2 separate regions of the Columba livia genome follow, and region 1 is linked to region 2. Evidence: chromatin contacts called from public Hi-C data. All regions are on one chromosome and are shown on one strand. Each heading gives the region's core, a stretch centred on a gene start, on an enhancer-like site or on the middle of the called end of the contact. The rest is flanking DNA. Distances are from core to core; before and after follow the strand shown.

The links. Hi-C and Micro-C count contacts between places; a contact is called where the count stands out from the background.
Region 1: a contact with region 2 is called in a Hi-C map of liver, with 3 times the contacts expected there. The contact joins two enhancer-like sites. A contact is called at or near these places in 2 of 2 Hi-C or Micro-C datasets (crop and liver).

Annotation. Positions count from the first base shown.
Region 1 is chr9:935,640-943,179 of bColLiv1.pat.W.v2, reverse strand. DHX36 (DEAH-box helicase 36) reads left to right here. Exons shown (of 25, transcript XM_065073373.1): 23 at 741-861; 24 at 1,415-1,567; 25 at 2,567-3,484. The coding sequence ends at 2,752. ARHGEF26 (Rho guanine nucleotide exchange factor 26) reads right to left here. Exons shown (of 14, transcript XM_065073375.1): 14 at 6,700-7,540. Among named protein-coding and RNA genes, the nearest start is that of DHX36, 20 kb to the left of the region's middle. Within about 2 kb of position 3,674, at least 3 of the 3 cell types and tissues checked have an H3K27ac peak away from gene starts, as active enhancers do.
Region 2 is chr9:876,948-883,926 of bColLiv1.pat.W.v2, reverse strand. LOC110362372 (a long non-coding RNA gene) reads right to left here. Exons shown (of 4, transcript XR_002419699.2): 4 at 5,264-6,632. Among named protein-coding and RNA genes, the nearest start is that of ARHGEF26, 15 kb to the left of the region's middle. Within about 2 kb of position 4,581, at least 2 of the 3 cell types and tissues checked have an H3K27ac peak away from gene starts, as active enhancers do.

The DNA.
Region 1 (7,540 bases), core at 2,425-4,924, 60 kb before region 2:
TGAGCACTTTGGTGGAGGGGCTCTCCCCACCCTGTGTCTCTCAGAACGCTGGACTCCACGTTGGCAGAACACTTGTGCGCACAGGGAGCAGAGACTCAGTGATCTGCACCCAAAGGGTCGCGTCTCTGAAATGTGGGAAGGAGGACAGTTGTGCTTCATGCATTTGTACGTGGTTTCTGCTTTTTCTTGTCTGACAACACTATAATGTTAGAAGGGAAATGTGATTTCGGGTAGGAAGTATTAATATAACCAAAGCGGTTGATTGTTGTCCCATGGTACAACAGAGAGACCCCCGCCCAGACTGGTGACAGGTGGAACTGCTCCCTTGTTCCACACTGACACTGCTCCAGGCTCAGCAAAGAATTCAGATGTGCAGGTTCCTTATGTGGTGTTTGCAAGAAATTGCTTGAAACTTGGTGTGTGGCACCAGATTCATTAACTCAGAGTCACTCATTTGGAAGAAGAACGCCACTCATTTGTTCTACTTGAGAGAACGACAGGGTTTATTAAGAGGGAAATTTGGCAAAGAATTCAAACTTCTTCAATGCAGAGAGAGATGTCTAAAAATTCATCCTGTAGATTCAGTCTTTTGGGAAAGGAGTTAAAGTCTCTTTGAATATCCGTGTGCCTTCAGAGTTTAGAACACGAGTGGGTAATTGGAGTGGTTTTGAATTTGGAGCATGATTGTGCTAAACTTCCAAGATCTTAATCCTAAAATAAAAACTTTTTTTTCTCTTAAGGGTGAAAGTTTGCACCAAGACAGATGGAACAGTTAATATTCATCCTAAATCCGTTAATGTGGAAGAAACAGAGTTCCATTATAACTGGCTTGTGTACCACTTGAAGATGAGAACCAGCAGCGTACGTGGACGTTGTGTTTGTGTAATTCATTGCCGTAGCTCTTGGAGCAGGTTGGGTCCGGGCTCGAAGGGGACGTGAGCAGTGCCTTTGTCTGCAGCCTTCCTGTCTCGGGTCCTTTCTTTTACATGCCATCAGATTTTGTTCTTTGTCATACTGGTGGTATTGTTCCATAAATAATTTATACTAACTTACGGGTTTTTTGGTTGGGTGGGGTTTTATGTTTGTTTGAAAGGTTCTGGCAATGACAGGTGTCATTTTTTCATTATTATTATGTTTTTGAATCCAGTGTTGTACTTTTGAATATGCTGAAACTTTTTTTCCCTCTGTTACAGAATAGTTGGTTTCATTTCACCACTTGTGTGATGGAACCCGGAGCCGTTTTTGCTCCTGTTTAATCTGATTTCATGTAACTTAGGAGTTGCTTCAGATATGTCTTGCAAATTTGTGAATGACTCTGAATAATGACATTCTGAAACTTAGCAGTTTCATTAAGGGTTACTGAAGCCATTTCAGATGTTTTGAAGGGTGACTGGGCAATTTTGTTGTCTTGCAGATCTACTTGTATGACTGTACGGAGGTGTCTCCATACTGTCTCTTGTTCTTTGGAGGAGATATATCCATTCAGAAGGACAAAGATCAGGACACCATCGCTGTGGATGAGTGGATTGTTTTCCAGTCTCCAGCAAGAATAGCCAACTTAGTTAAGGTGACTGTGTGTGGTAATCAAGTGTATGAAAGGCTTAGCGTAACACTGATTCTTCTTAGAGGTATCTGCATATTGAAATTACTGTCTACCTACAGAGTTTTCACTGTAGGGAGATAATAATGTTTTAAATGTATTCCCAATAAGCAGTTTAAGTACACAAAGTAAACGAGAGACCTGCTTAAGGTGTGGAGATGAACACAAGTTAACACACAGTAGTAAAAATAACATTCTGAACAGTCTGTATCCCGTGGTGAACTGGGCAGGAGCAGACAGCAGTGTACTCCCATAGTTTGCCCATAGGAGCAGTCAGGTTTATGTATTTATCTGATGTAATTGATTTAATGAGGGCGTGTCCCTGTTGAGGCATCAGAAGTGCGGCTGTGATGTTCTTCAGTCGGCGCAGCCTCTGCTGAAAAATTCATGGGAATATTGAAAAACTCTAGAAGCTTCAGGGAAGAGTCGCACGGTGGATTTAAAGGATTTATAAACGTGTTTTACAGTGAGAGATTTGAAGAGCTTAATCTCTAGTCATCCATAGCAAAAGCTGTAGGTTTACTTGATCTGTGATTCTGTGATCGGCCCACGGGATGTCCACGGGGGTGTGGAAACGTGAGGCTGGGGCTTGTCAGCCAGCGGTGATGAGTCCCAGGGGAGAGGAGCTGACCGGAGCTTTGTGTGATACTGCATCCTAGAAATCGTACCTGCTTCTTCCTTTAAGTCAAACATTCTTAATCCTGAAATAGCCAGCTAAGGGACACGTAGCCTGTTAAAGAGATTGTCGTCTGCCATAACAGGTAAAACTGATCATTTTTGAGAAGCAGCTTTTGATCCCAAAGACAGCAACGCTGCAATGAGTCGACAGAAGAGCAGGTGTAAAGGGGTTTGAACGTGCTGTGGTAATGCTGTGTGTTGCTCTAATGGCCTCTTTTTTCTTTTCTCGTTTCTCTTTTCTGTTTTTTTTTATCTTCTTTTTTCTTCATTCCAACAAACTCTTTACAGAATTTAAGAAAAGAGCTTGATGATCTTCTACAGGAAAAAATAGAAAACCCACATCCCGTGGACTGGAATGACGTTAAATCCAGGGATACGGCGGTGCTGACAGCTATTATAGACTTAATCACAACACAGGAGAACGAAAGTGCCAGGAACTATGCTCCGCGGTTCCAGAGCGAACGCTATAGTTGACACAGTTCCTTCTGGATCCATAAAACCAACCCCTTCACCTCTTTTGTTTTGTTTCTTGTTTTGTTTTTTTTTTTCTATAACATTTATTTAGCTAAAGGAAAAACTTTTCTAGGGTAAGCTGCTAATGCCCTCAGACTGAAGACCAGTTATTTTGAAACAGTCGGTAATATCTGTATATGCATGGTATTCTGTGTTCAGTGTAGCTTTCCGAGGGAAGATGCAATGCTAGCAATGTCAGTTGATGTACGGTTCTTGTCTGCTGTAGTTTGTTTGGTTTTTTACCCACCAGGTAACAGATATCAAAGAAACCTGCTAAAATACTGCTTAATAACACCTGAACTGCTCTTGCTATTGGTAGAAACATCTCAAAAGAAGTTTTTTTAATAGGGGGTGGTGAATAGTTATACTGTGTGTTATTCCAGCTGTGCCACAGAAAGCAATTACAGCTTAATTAAACTAAACTTGAAAACACTTTTCCAATTTGTACTGTGGGAGGAAACAATCTTCAGAAATATCCTCCTCTTCTGCCTTTCATCCCCTTCAGTTAGTTTTTGTTCATTTTCTGCGCCCATCCATCATCACCACTGACAAAAATCTGAGGCTACAGGAGCCGCGGTCAGTCAGCAGTCGTCGTGGAGCGCACTGCCAGCTTGCATTGCTTTCTGAGGCTTTTTAGAGCAGTCCGTGTATGGGTTATAGGATTACATTAAAGGTCTTTTATTTACAGTGTTATTTCATCTGTTCTAATTGTTAACGCTTTGAATGCTTCCAGCTCTCTGAGAACATTGTTTAGGATTTCAGGTAAGGTGACTAGCTTGAGAAATACTGTGAACTGCTCAGTTGGAGTTATTTTGTGCAGAAATAAGTGTTAGTGACTACTCTGTGCTTTCCATGGGTTAACAAGGACGCCAAGCTCATTATTTGCACAGCACAGCTGCGAAAGGTTCATGTAGCTCAGCCTGCCTCCCCTCGGGTCAGTACCTGCTGTGCCCCAGGTGCGCTGCGTTGAGGAGGGGAGGCAACAGAAGCCTCGTGCGCGGCCGCGGGAGCGGGCTTGGGCGCCACCGCTCTCGGCCGGAGCCCCGGCCCGGCCCCCCCGCCCCGACCCGGCCCGGTTGTGCGGGAAGGAGCGGGGCTGTGAGACCCCACCGGGGCTGTGAGACCCCACCGGGGCTGCGGGACCCCCGGGGGCCGCCGGTCCCCCCGGGCCCCCGGGATCGGGTACGCGCGGAGGCGGCCGTTCCATCCACCTCAGGGCCGCACGACCGGCGGTGAGCGACCGGCGGGAGCTGCAGGTGAGCCCGGAATCAAAGCGCGGGGGGAAATAAACTGAATTAGCGGCGGTTTGCGAGGAAATGGCGATGATGTCGCTTGTTGTGGCGCTGTTGGGAACAAAGGGCGGCGCGCTGGGGCAGGTGCAGCGGGGCGGGAGGACACAAGATGGCGCCCGCAGCCGCGGTTGTGGGGACGGGCGGACATGGCGGGGCGGCTGCTCCGCGCCACAAAACCCCGGGTTCTCGGGGCAGGATGGTTGGATTAGAAGCCAGGGAGACTACAGGGTTGGATTAAAGTCACGAAGAACGTAGAAACTAGCAAGCGATACTAGTCGTAGTCTTTGTTCTTGGTTTCTTGCAGTACTTAAGTTATGGCTAGATTTCTACTTCAGAGCATTGAGGGTGGAAAGAAATGGTAACAGTAGCAGCAGAGGTTGAACAAATTAAATATGGATGGCAGTTCTTTCAAATAGCCATCCCTCCAAATTGTGGAGGATCGGGCTGTGGTATTGAGGCCTCCACCAGAACAAAAGGTCACGGGCTGGTATGGTCTCAGCCTTAATTATAATGTGACTGTTGTGAAAAAAAATGGTACTAGTTACACTTTCCCCAGCTGTGCTCAACAAATCCTTTTAAGCATAAATGTATCAAAAACCTCCATGTTCCTGAGTTGGAAAATGAGCCGATTCCCACTTTCGGTGTCCTGGTTTGGCTGGGGAGTTACTGCGCAGTCCTGTGCCGCGTTGTGGTGTGAAGAGTTGATAACGGGGCCGTTTGGGGCGTTGTGAGGGTGACCCCGGCTGCCCAAAGGGGTTGTCCCCAGCAGCTGTGGGCCGTGCTGCTCGGCAGCCAGAGCTGCAGGACAAGGGGGGACATTTGGAGTTGCGGGTGTCTTCCCAGGTCATCCATGTGTGTGATGGAGCCCGTTTTCCTGGAGACGGCTCAACGTAAATCCCCCATTTTGCTTTGCTTGTGCGCATGGCTTTTTCTTTACCTGTTAAACTGTCTTTATCTGAACCCCAAGTTTTCTCACTTCTACCCTTCCAATTCTCTTCCCCTTCCTGCGGCGTGAGCAGCTTAAACCACAGCAGCGGGTTATCACACAGTCTATGTGGTAATGCTGCTGTGAGCTCTTTAAACTTCCCGTTGGATGCGGTGGCCAGAGATCACGCATGTTTCTCTCCACAGTTCATAGTGCACTTAACAAAGGCTGTTTCTGCCCATGTGTTATTTTCTAGCATCTTCTGGAGCTCCAGGTTATGGAATAGAACAGAAATCATTGGTGGTAATTAATTCTTCCTGACCATCGTGTTATTTCCAGTTTGCCCAAGTGATGTGGTTGTTATGATAGAGCTGTTGAAGATCTTTTGCAGAGCTCAGAGCACCACTGAGAACTGTCTCTGTCGTTTGAGGAAACAAGACTTCCTCAATCTTGGCATCAGAGTTCACTCTGGGCTTGTTTCTAGCACTTGTGTTCCCTCTGCTTGTTTTGACTAAGTGTGTTACTGTAGAAACAGGATACGCAAGAAGAGAAAGGTCATGTGAATATATTCTATAGATACGGCTAAGGTATGTGCATGTAAGTAGGGTGCTGCACAAAGACTGCGGCTCATGGCGTGTAGGTTGTTTAAAGTGATCCTACTTCTGCTAGTTTGTTTGCAGCCGATTAGCTTTGCATAATGGAGAACAAATGTATTCTTTGATGTGAAAGTCAAGAACAACACTGCATTAGCGCATTACTTTTAAAGGAGTGCAGCAGACAAACGTACTGTATGTTATGTTGCAGGGATGATAGAAAGAAGTACGGTGTTAACAACTGTTCTTTAGTGGTGTCGGGTGAGCATTTGGCGATGCTGAGACAGGTCGGGCCGGGGGCACCAGGTTCCTGGAGGGTTCTTGGTGGGCTCCTGGTTCTCATCTGCACAGTTTAGCTGCCAGACATACATGTTGGACTTTGCACGGCTTCTGCACACCTTAAATAATCTATATTTAATTGCAGCATGTAAAATGAAATTCTGGTTCAGGGAACTGAGGGCCTTTTAGTTTTGGTCAGCTTGTCAAAACCTGATGAGGGAAGTTATGTAAGGAAGGGGTACACATTCCAAGCCCTGCAAAAATGAGAGTTAATTTACCAGTGACGAACTCCCAGCTCTGTTCTGTCACTGCTGGGCTGTTTGATTGGAAAGGAGGTACTAGTGTCACCTCGTTGTCCTCGGGTGGCAGAGACAGCGGGGGTGTGCTGGTCCGTGAAAGCAAGGAAGGGGTTTTGCAGATGATTCCCGCTGCAGAATTGTTTGTCTTGGAGCAACTCAGTTGAAACATTTTTGGTAATGAAAAGATGGTGGAGTTGCTACAAAACCAAACCAAACCCGAACCACACTGTGCAAACCCCTCGGGTTTGGGAAGCTGTTCATGCAGCTCCACTCCAAAGCGCAGATCCTTGAAGAACCTTTTGTTCTTGGCTGGTTGGGAGTGAGACACGAGCTGCTCTCCTCGGCCTGGATTCAGTGCCATTGCTCCAGCTTCCTGGGCTTCGCTGTAACCTCTGTCTGTGACAGACGAGGTGGACACGGGACGGGGCTGTTTGTCTTTACAGAACAGGTGTGATTCCTCTGACAAGAATGACCCAAACTACTTGCAGTTTAACAGTATTTGTTAAAGAAAAACTGAAGCTTTTTTTAGTAAAGATTTAAAAGTATTTTATTGATTGTTGTCCTATAAAATCATAGAAGTCTTTCATCCCTGAAGAACCGTGTCTGACAACAGGAAAACTGGAAAATGCCTTTAAAAAAATTACAGCATTTTTGGAAAAACTAGGTATGAAAAATATATACAATGCATTAAAAAAATCTGAATAACATTAATCTCTGGATTTATACATTCCGTTATGTGTTAAACATCTGCCTGTGTACAATAAAATTTGTTAAAAATTTATTAGCAGTATTTTCACTATGTTAAATAAGTTTTTTGTTCAATTTACAGTTTCTCTCATTACTATTTTATCAGTCCACTTATAAATTAATTTATAAGGCTGTATAACCACTGTCAAGACCACCAAGGTAAGTACTTTTGTACAAAATTATTGCTATCCTAATATATTTTAAATTGTTACAGAGATATATCTTTATAAACATCCAATTCATTCACAAATCAACATATTACAGTATATAAAACATACAGCCCCTTTAAAAAAGACAGCGAATGGAACAAAGCAGAGTCTTGTATAAGTGTTTCCCTCACTTCTACTGAACACGTGTTCTACCCGCCGAGGTGTCGGCTGGTCCTTAGCAAGGTGAAGGTTTTTAGACTAGAGCCTGTCACAGCCTGTAAACTGCAGTTCAGTTGAACTTTCTGGCTCCGCAGAAGGACGTGATCAATTTCCTCTAGTACAGGAGAGCAGAGACACTAAGAACAAAACCCAGAACAATGTATTTCATGTAGGCTGCAGTCCCATCAAAACTCTTGCTCTGAAGCAATAACTTAACATGAAGACCTAGTTAAACACAAGGAAAAC
Region 2 (6,979 bases), core at 3,332-5,831:
CATTCATTAACGCATGTCCATATGGCCTATTTACACAAATGTATAAATAGATTAATGAATAACACAATATTCCAGCCTAAGAATGAGATGAGCCTTTCCCTCTATTTGTACATGTCAGTGTGTGATTAAGTTATAACTGGCAAATATGACATGAGAAGTTACTGCCTTAATCTTACAGGTTAAAGCCCAAGCCTGCAACAAAGGTTAGTCTGGCTCCTAAGCCTGATCCCGACTCCTCATGCAGACTGGAGCAGTTCACGGACAGACCTGCAAGTTCTTCTGCGAGCACAGACGGGTTTCTAGATCCAGTCTTAATGGCTTTGTGTGCCCGTTTCCCAGAGAAAACAGCGACAAAGGAAGAGCACGAGAGAGCAACTGTGACCATTTGCTGTGAAAATACAGATCACAGAACGATTTGGGTTGGAAGGGACGTCTGAAGGTCACCTGGTCCAACCCCCTCCATGAGCTGGGACACCTGCAAGTTTGTTTTCTATGTTATCGACGTATCATTTCTTTGTTATCTATAACAAAAGCAGGTGAAACAGCCATTTGACACAAACTGGAACCACAAGAACAGCAATACAATTTCAGAACAGCAGTAAACTTAAAGGAAGGCTTAGAAATGTCTTTGTAAAAAGAATAAAAGAGCCATTAGCAGTGAACATTTTAATTGAAATACTTGTTTCAAATTTGCAACACTTATCAAAGTGTTGGCATGGAAAAAGCTCCCAGACCTCCTCCCCCGCAAGCGAGAGCTCCGGGCGGGACAGCAGCGCCTCCGGGAGCGCCCGCAGAGCGAACAGCAAGAGCAAATGCCACAATAACGTCTCTTCCCTTCCTGAAACTCAACAACAAACACAAGTGTTTAGCATGTGTATATCATTGGAGCATACTGAAACTTTGCATTTTGGGTTATTTGCAGACCTTGCTCTTTGAAGGGGCAGCTGAGAGACCCTTGCAATTTGAATAAGGCCTCCAGGAGCCTATTTGAACAAACCTCTGTGCTACTCTTCTGAACCCAATGTGCTCCAAGTCAGACTGCAAAAACAATTCTGATTTTCCTTGTGCCTAGAGAGAGCTCAACACAGGACCAAAGAGAAGTGCTCAGAAATATTAAAAAAGGAGAAGAAATGGAACAGGCAAGAAGCCTCAGGAGAGCAGATCCTGGAAATGCCGGCGCCGGGAGCCGGAGAGCTGGCAGGCGGTCAAGAGACGCAGCGCGAGCAGCAGCCGAGCGGGAGCGCAGCGCCCGGGCGGGCAGGCGGCGCCGGAGCTGCCGACCAGCACACACGGAGAAGTGAGTCGGGACTTTGGAAAGGAGATACGAGAAAGAAAACCCGGCACGTGGGGAGAATGAGAACAAGGAGACACGACCCAGGACTTGCAGAGACCTGGGATCAAGTCGTGGTCCAGAGAACGCCACTGAATCAAAGTCCGGGTTCCTTCTGGGCAGGGCAATTTGCAACTGCAGGTTTCTATGATCTCGCCTTATCTCTGGGCTCAGCTGGTGCAGAGAGGCAGGCAGGGCGGCAGGCGGTGTGGCTGAGTGGAGGCGTTGCAAGGGAGCAGACGCACTTAACAAGAATGCATTCCTTTTTATACAATTCTGTTCGTTTTCCTGGAGGTTTCAGACAAACATGCAAGTTTAGACTTCGCATTAAAGTTCTGCTGCATATGACTCTTTCAGCCAGTCAGGGCTTTATTTCTGTCTTACCTGCTCCCCATGGTTAAGAACTAAAGCCTTGCCTGCCTGGGAAAGCAGAGTCCTTGTTTCAAGAGAGTTTTAAAGACAGAAGGATTGTGGCACTTGTCTCGCAGTCTCTGCAGCGCCTCTGGTCTTTAGTGCAGGCTCCTGCAGCACAGCGTGTCTGGCCGCTCCCGGGCAGAGCTCAGCGCAAACCCTGAGCAACTTGTGAGCTCATCCGCCACCTTTTGGGCTCTGACCTTTGGTCCTCCTGTAAACTGAAGTCATTAGACAAGGATATAATAGCATGCTCAACCTTCACCCTGCGATGCTGTATGAAATCGCTTTATTATTTGTGCTTACTTATTTTGATTCACCACAATTAGCACAGGCAGCTGCAGTCTCAGATGTAGGCAGCACTACACACAGATGCATATGCACATATGCACGTATCAGGAATCTACAGCTCCATTATAATTCCAACAGCTTCACTAACCGCCCCTTCCCCACCCGTTTTCCCCTTTGATAAGAAGGTACCTCTGTACCATCAGCAGCTTCACACAGGTCTGCTTTGGATCGGTCTCTAGGAAGCAATTAAAGCAGACAGGAGGGGTGGGTGTGGGGGAGGGCGGGGGGACTGGTTCTGGCTTTCAGAAGCTCTCCTTTGATGAGCACACAACTCCATAGGACGGAGCAGGAAAAGCAGGATGGAGGAGCTGGGTGTCAGGCTGCCCCAGCTTCACAGAGCAGAGATAACACCTGAGCACCTGGGAAGTGCCACGGCCCACGTGAAAAGAGCATCTGCACAATGCTCAGAGGTGGCTCCTGCACCACAGAACCCGATCCCAGTACAAACAGTATCTGTGCAATCCTCAGAGGTGGTTCCTGCACTGTAGAATCCAATCCCAGTACAAACAGTATCTGTGCAATGCTCAGAGGTGGCTCCTGCACTGTAGAACCCGATCCCAGTCCAAACAGTATCTGCACGATGCTCAGAGGTGGTTCCTGCACCACAGAACCCGATCCCAGCACAAACAGTATCTGTGCAATGCTCAGAGGTGGCTCCTGCACCACAGAACCCGATCCCAGTACAAACAGTATCTGCACGATGCTCAGAGGTGGCTCCTGCACCACAGAACCCGATCCCAGTACAAACAGTATCTGTGCAATGCTCAGAGGTGGCTCCTGCACCGCGGAACCCGCAGCCCCGTCACCTCTGCTGCAGCACAGACGGGTTGAACTGACGGCCGGGCCCAGCGCACACCCGTAACTGAACCTCAGGGCACGGAGCCAACACTGTTTGCATCCAACAACTTGGGCTATCCAGGTGATCAGCAAACCAGGTGTCTACTGTCCCCTTTCATCTTCCAGCAGGTGGAACAGCAGCCACCTGCCTTTGTGCCAGCCCGCACAAACCCGAGCTGCACGCTGATGAAGGAGCGGGCTGGCCCCGGCACTCACGGATTAAATTATCTGGAATTAGTCCAGTGACCAGCAGAACGCCAGACACCGTAACACCTCCGCAAAGCCCGCACACAGCTGCCTCTCAGGTGCAGTTCTCGGCTCTGCGCACACCAAAGGTTTCTCTGCTTCGACTGTGTTGGAATATTTCATGTACTATAAAGCTCAGGGAAAATTTCTGCAACCTAGCGGTGTGAAAGTGCTTGTATCAGTAGAATCACTTTCAACTGAGGAGTAAATTCTGTTTGCCTATGGCCATTTATACCAGTACAGTATCATCCATGTGGAGGAATGGATCACCAGAGGAAAAAAATATCACCTATCACACTGAACTAGTTACGCTGGAACAGAGACAGTTTGTTCAAAGACTCATCTTATTATACAAGATCACTGTTTTCCTAACTCGTGTGTAAGAATCTATTAATGAAAATATCTTTACCTAAAGCTTGCAGGCTCTCCAAGTCTTTTATTACAACACACCAATGTGGAAAATGAGACACAGTCTAAATCCGTGAAAATTGGTTCACAGGCACAATCTCAGCCAGCGCTGTAGGAAAGGTGTCTGCACGCCACAGAAAGCCTGAGAACGCCCTGTGAGCACGCTGCAGAATAAAGAACTGCTGCTCTTCTCGCCATCTGAAGTTGCCACAGGCAACATCTCAGTTCTCTGGCAGCTCAACGTCTCTGCAAAGGTTGGGCTGGAGCAGCGCGCACTCCCATGTTCTTACACAGAACGGGGGTTAGCACAGACGGCACGCAGCACATCTACGGATGCGTCTCATTAGCCTGGGATGAACTCACAGACACATCCTTGGAGGCAAAGAAATCAAAACTGTCACCTGAAGAGCCACCAGCTCATTTGTCTGGGTTTGTTCCCATTTTGTATCTCATCTAATGCATTTTATGGTACCAAAATCATGCGGTTAAATGAAAGCTAGCAAGCTATTCAAAGGGCTATCATGAACAACACACAGTATCATTAGATATGGGCATTACTCACTGTATAAAACAAACAGCACAGAGAGAATGTACCTGTTGGCTGCAACCTCTGCACATGTCTCAGCTCATATCTCTCTGCAGAGTGGGTAATATTCACGTCCAGTTTGGAACTGGGTATTTTGCTCCAGCACTGGGCTGAAACGGGACCCTCCAAAGCTTAACGGGTGGGGCGGGGGATCCTCCGCCCCCGGTTTCTGGCAGGGTCCACAACAACTCACCCATCTGAGCGGTTTTGTTGAGAAATACGCAGAGGTATCACGGGACTTGCACAAAACCCAAACCAAGCCGCCATCTGGGCCACACGGGGAGCGTGTGAGCGTGAGACGGGTTTGAACACCCAGGCCTCACAACCAGCTGGCAGGACGGACAGACGGACGTGGCTCAGGGCTCACTGCTTTGGTCAAAATGAAACAAAGGCAGCACATCTAAAAGAAGGAGCAGAAAGCCGGTGGCAGAATGTGGCCCCACGTCTCCCCAGGGCCTCGCCAGCAGCACCGGCACGTTTGCCGTGGTGAAGAGCAAACCAAGCGGCTATTTTTAAACTCACTTGATTCAACACACATGGGCTGAATTCTGTTAGAAATAAGGACCTTCTGATGCAGTTATTGAAATTGCCACTAGACAGAGCTGTTCATCTTATTTTTAACCTCAGAAATACTTACAGGCCCAGTGATGTGCCAGAAATCCAAGAGGGGTTTGTGTTATAGGCTCCTCAGAAAAACGCACATGTCTGCAACAACTGCACGGCGTTCGCAGCCGGGCTGTCGGTTTTGCACCGCACTATATATAATCTCGTCGCTGGAGCCGAGGGCTGCAGCTGTGTCTCATAAATTCTCCAGTCATCCACCAACCGATAGTGATTAAAAGATGACAGGTTAAAAAAACGCCCGTTTTTCCGTGGTTAAACTACAGTGTGTGTGTGTGTGACCTGAAAATAAGCAAAACATCTGGAACTCCAAAAGAGCCATGACAAGTCCGTGACCATTTACTGCCAAGTACATTTTGCCAGAGTTCTGGAAAGGCGCAAACAACGGTACCTTTGAAAAACAGGGAAGTTGTAATTGCAGGCAGGGAACACACATTCAGAAAGTCATTAAGCATGAGAGCCAGCAGACTGGATTCAATGACTAATACTGCATTTTAATCACTAGGTAATGATGTATCTTACTGCTTACTCTTGACTATCCACCCACCCCACTGCCCATCACCAAGCAGCAGTTCTTCGCACTGAAATTACCCTAGAAATCAATGTTTGTTGGCGACCATGGAGCTACAACTGTTTGTATCACCCAATTATCTGCTCTTTTCTGATGAATTTAGGGTAAACCAGATTTTCTTTAAGGAAAAGCAAGCACTGGTTTTGGGAGGAAGCAGAGAGATGAGCATTCAGCTGGTTCTCCTGTGCTCACACCCTGCTTTGCATTGCAGGCAAGCCGAGCAGGAATTTCTGGAATTTCTGCAGCTGTAGCTCCGGATTGATTTCATCTTGTGATTGCAGCAGCTGTGGAGCCGCCAGCGCTCCCGTACAGCCCATGTGTGGACTGGGCTGCGTGTGAGCACCTCCAGAAGGTTTCATTCATTTCCCTGCTGGTTTCGGGCGTGGGATTTTAGGTTCTATTTCAGCGTTGGGCACAGTGAGTGCTGAGGCAGGTGAGGGCTGAGGCAGGTGAGGGCTGAGGCAGGTGAGGGCTGAGGCAGGTGAGGGCTGAGGCAGGTGAGTGCTGAGGCAGGTGAGGGCTGAGGCAGGTGAGGGCTGAGGCAGGCGAGGGCTGAGGCAGGTGAGGGCTGAGGCAGGCGAGTGCTGAGGCAGGTGAGGGCTGAGGCAGGTGAGGGCTGAGGCAGGCGAGGGCTGAGGCAGGCGAGTGCCTCTGCTAGCCCGGCACAACATTTTCTATGAAGCTTTAGTGTGTAGTTGTGCCTGCAGGTGCACCTGTGTTTCAGACGCCAGTCAAACCCAGGCCTCCTCCCTGTCCATCCTCCTGCCGTACCACAGTCATGCTCCACAACAACTAGAGGTGAGACAGAATACCCAGTGTGACGTGGGCTTCCTCACTCACCTTGAACAATAACCGGGCGCTGAATCCAGTTGGTTTTGCTCTGTCACCCCCATTTCTCCCCCGGGCACGGCGGGGTCAGTGCTGCCAAGGGAGCGGGTTCGGGGCACAGGTTCCTGCCCTCTGCCCACTCAGGACAGAAACGCTGAACTCCACCTGCTGCCCCGGGCACAGTACAGGGCACGGCCCAGCTATTAGCACATTCAGCGATGCTAATATACTATTTGCAATTTCCAGCACTAACTATTTCTCTAAAGCTTCTGAACTCTGTGGCATTTCTTGCATCTGTCACCTTCTCAACTCTTGCAGAATTTTAGCTGAAGGCAGTCAGGTCATATCCAGGCGGAGATTACAGCAAAGGAAGTGATGATGCCTTTGTCAGCTCCTCTGATGATCTTTGGATGCTGGCAAAGGGTTAGTCAGGTTTTGAAGAGCTGTAAGGCAGAAGAAGCATCAGCAGGTAAGAGAAACCCTGCAAGAAAGAGACATGAGGAGAGGGCGATGCACTGAACTTCTCTCACTAATGCCATGAATCTACCCAAAACAGCATGCGAATGCTTTGGAAGAAGAGAATGTAATAAAACAAAGAACAACACATGTGGTATCTATTCTGAAAGACAGACTTGACTTGAGTGGCAATCAAACCACTGAAGGCAGAGGAATGCCGTGAGAACAGGGAATTCCTCCTTCACTGTTTTAGAAGCCGCCTGCAATGTCTCGGTGGCCCCGCAAGGCCCGCTCTGCTGCAGCACCTGAACGCGTGGGCTCAGCAGCAGGCGGC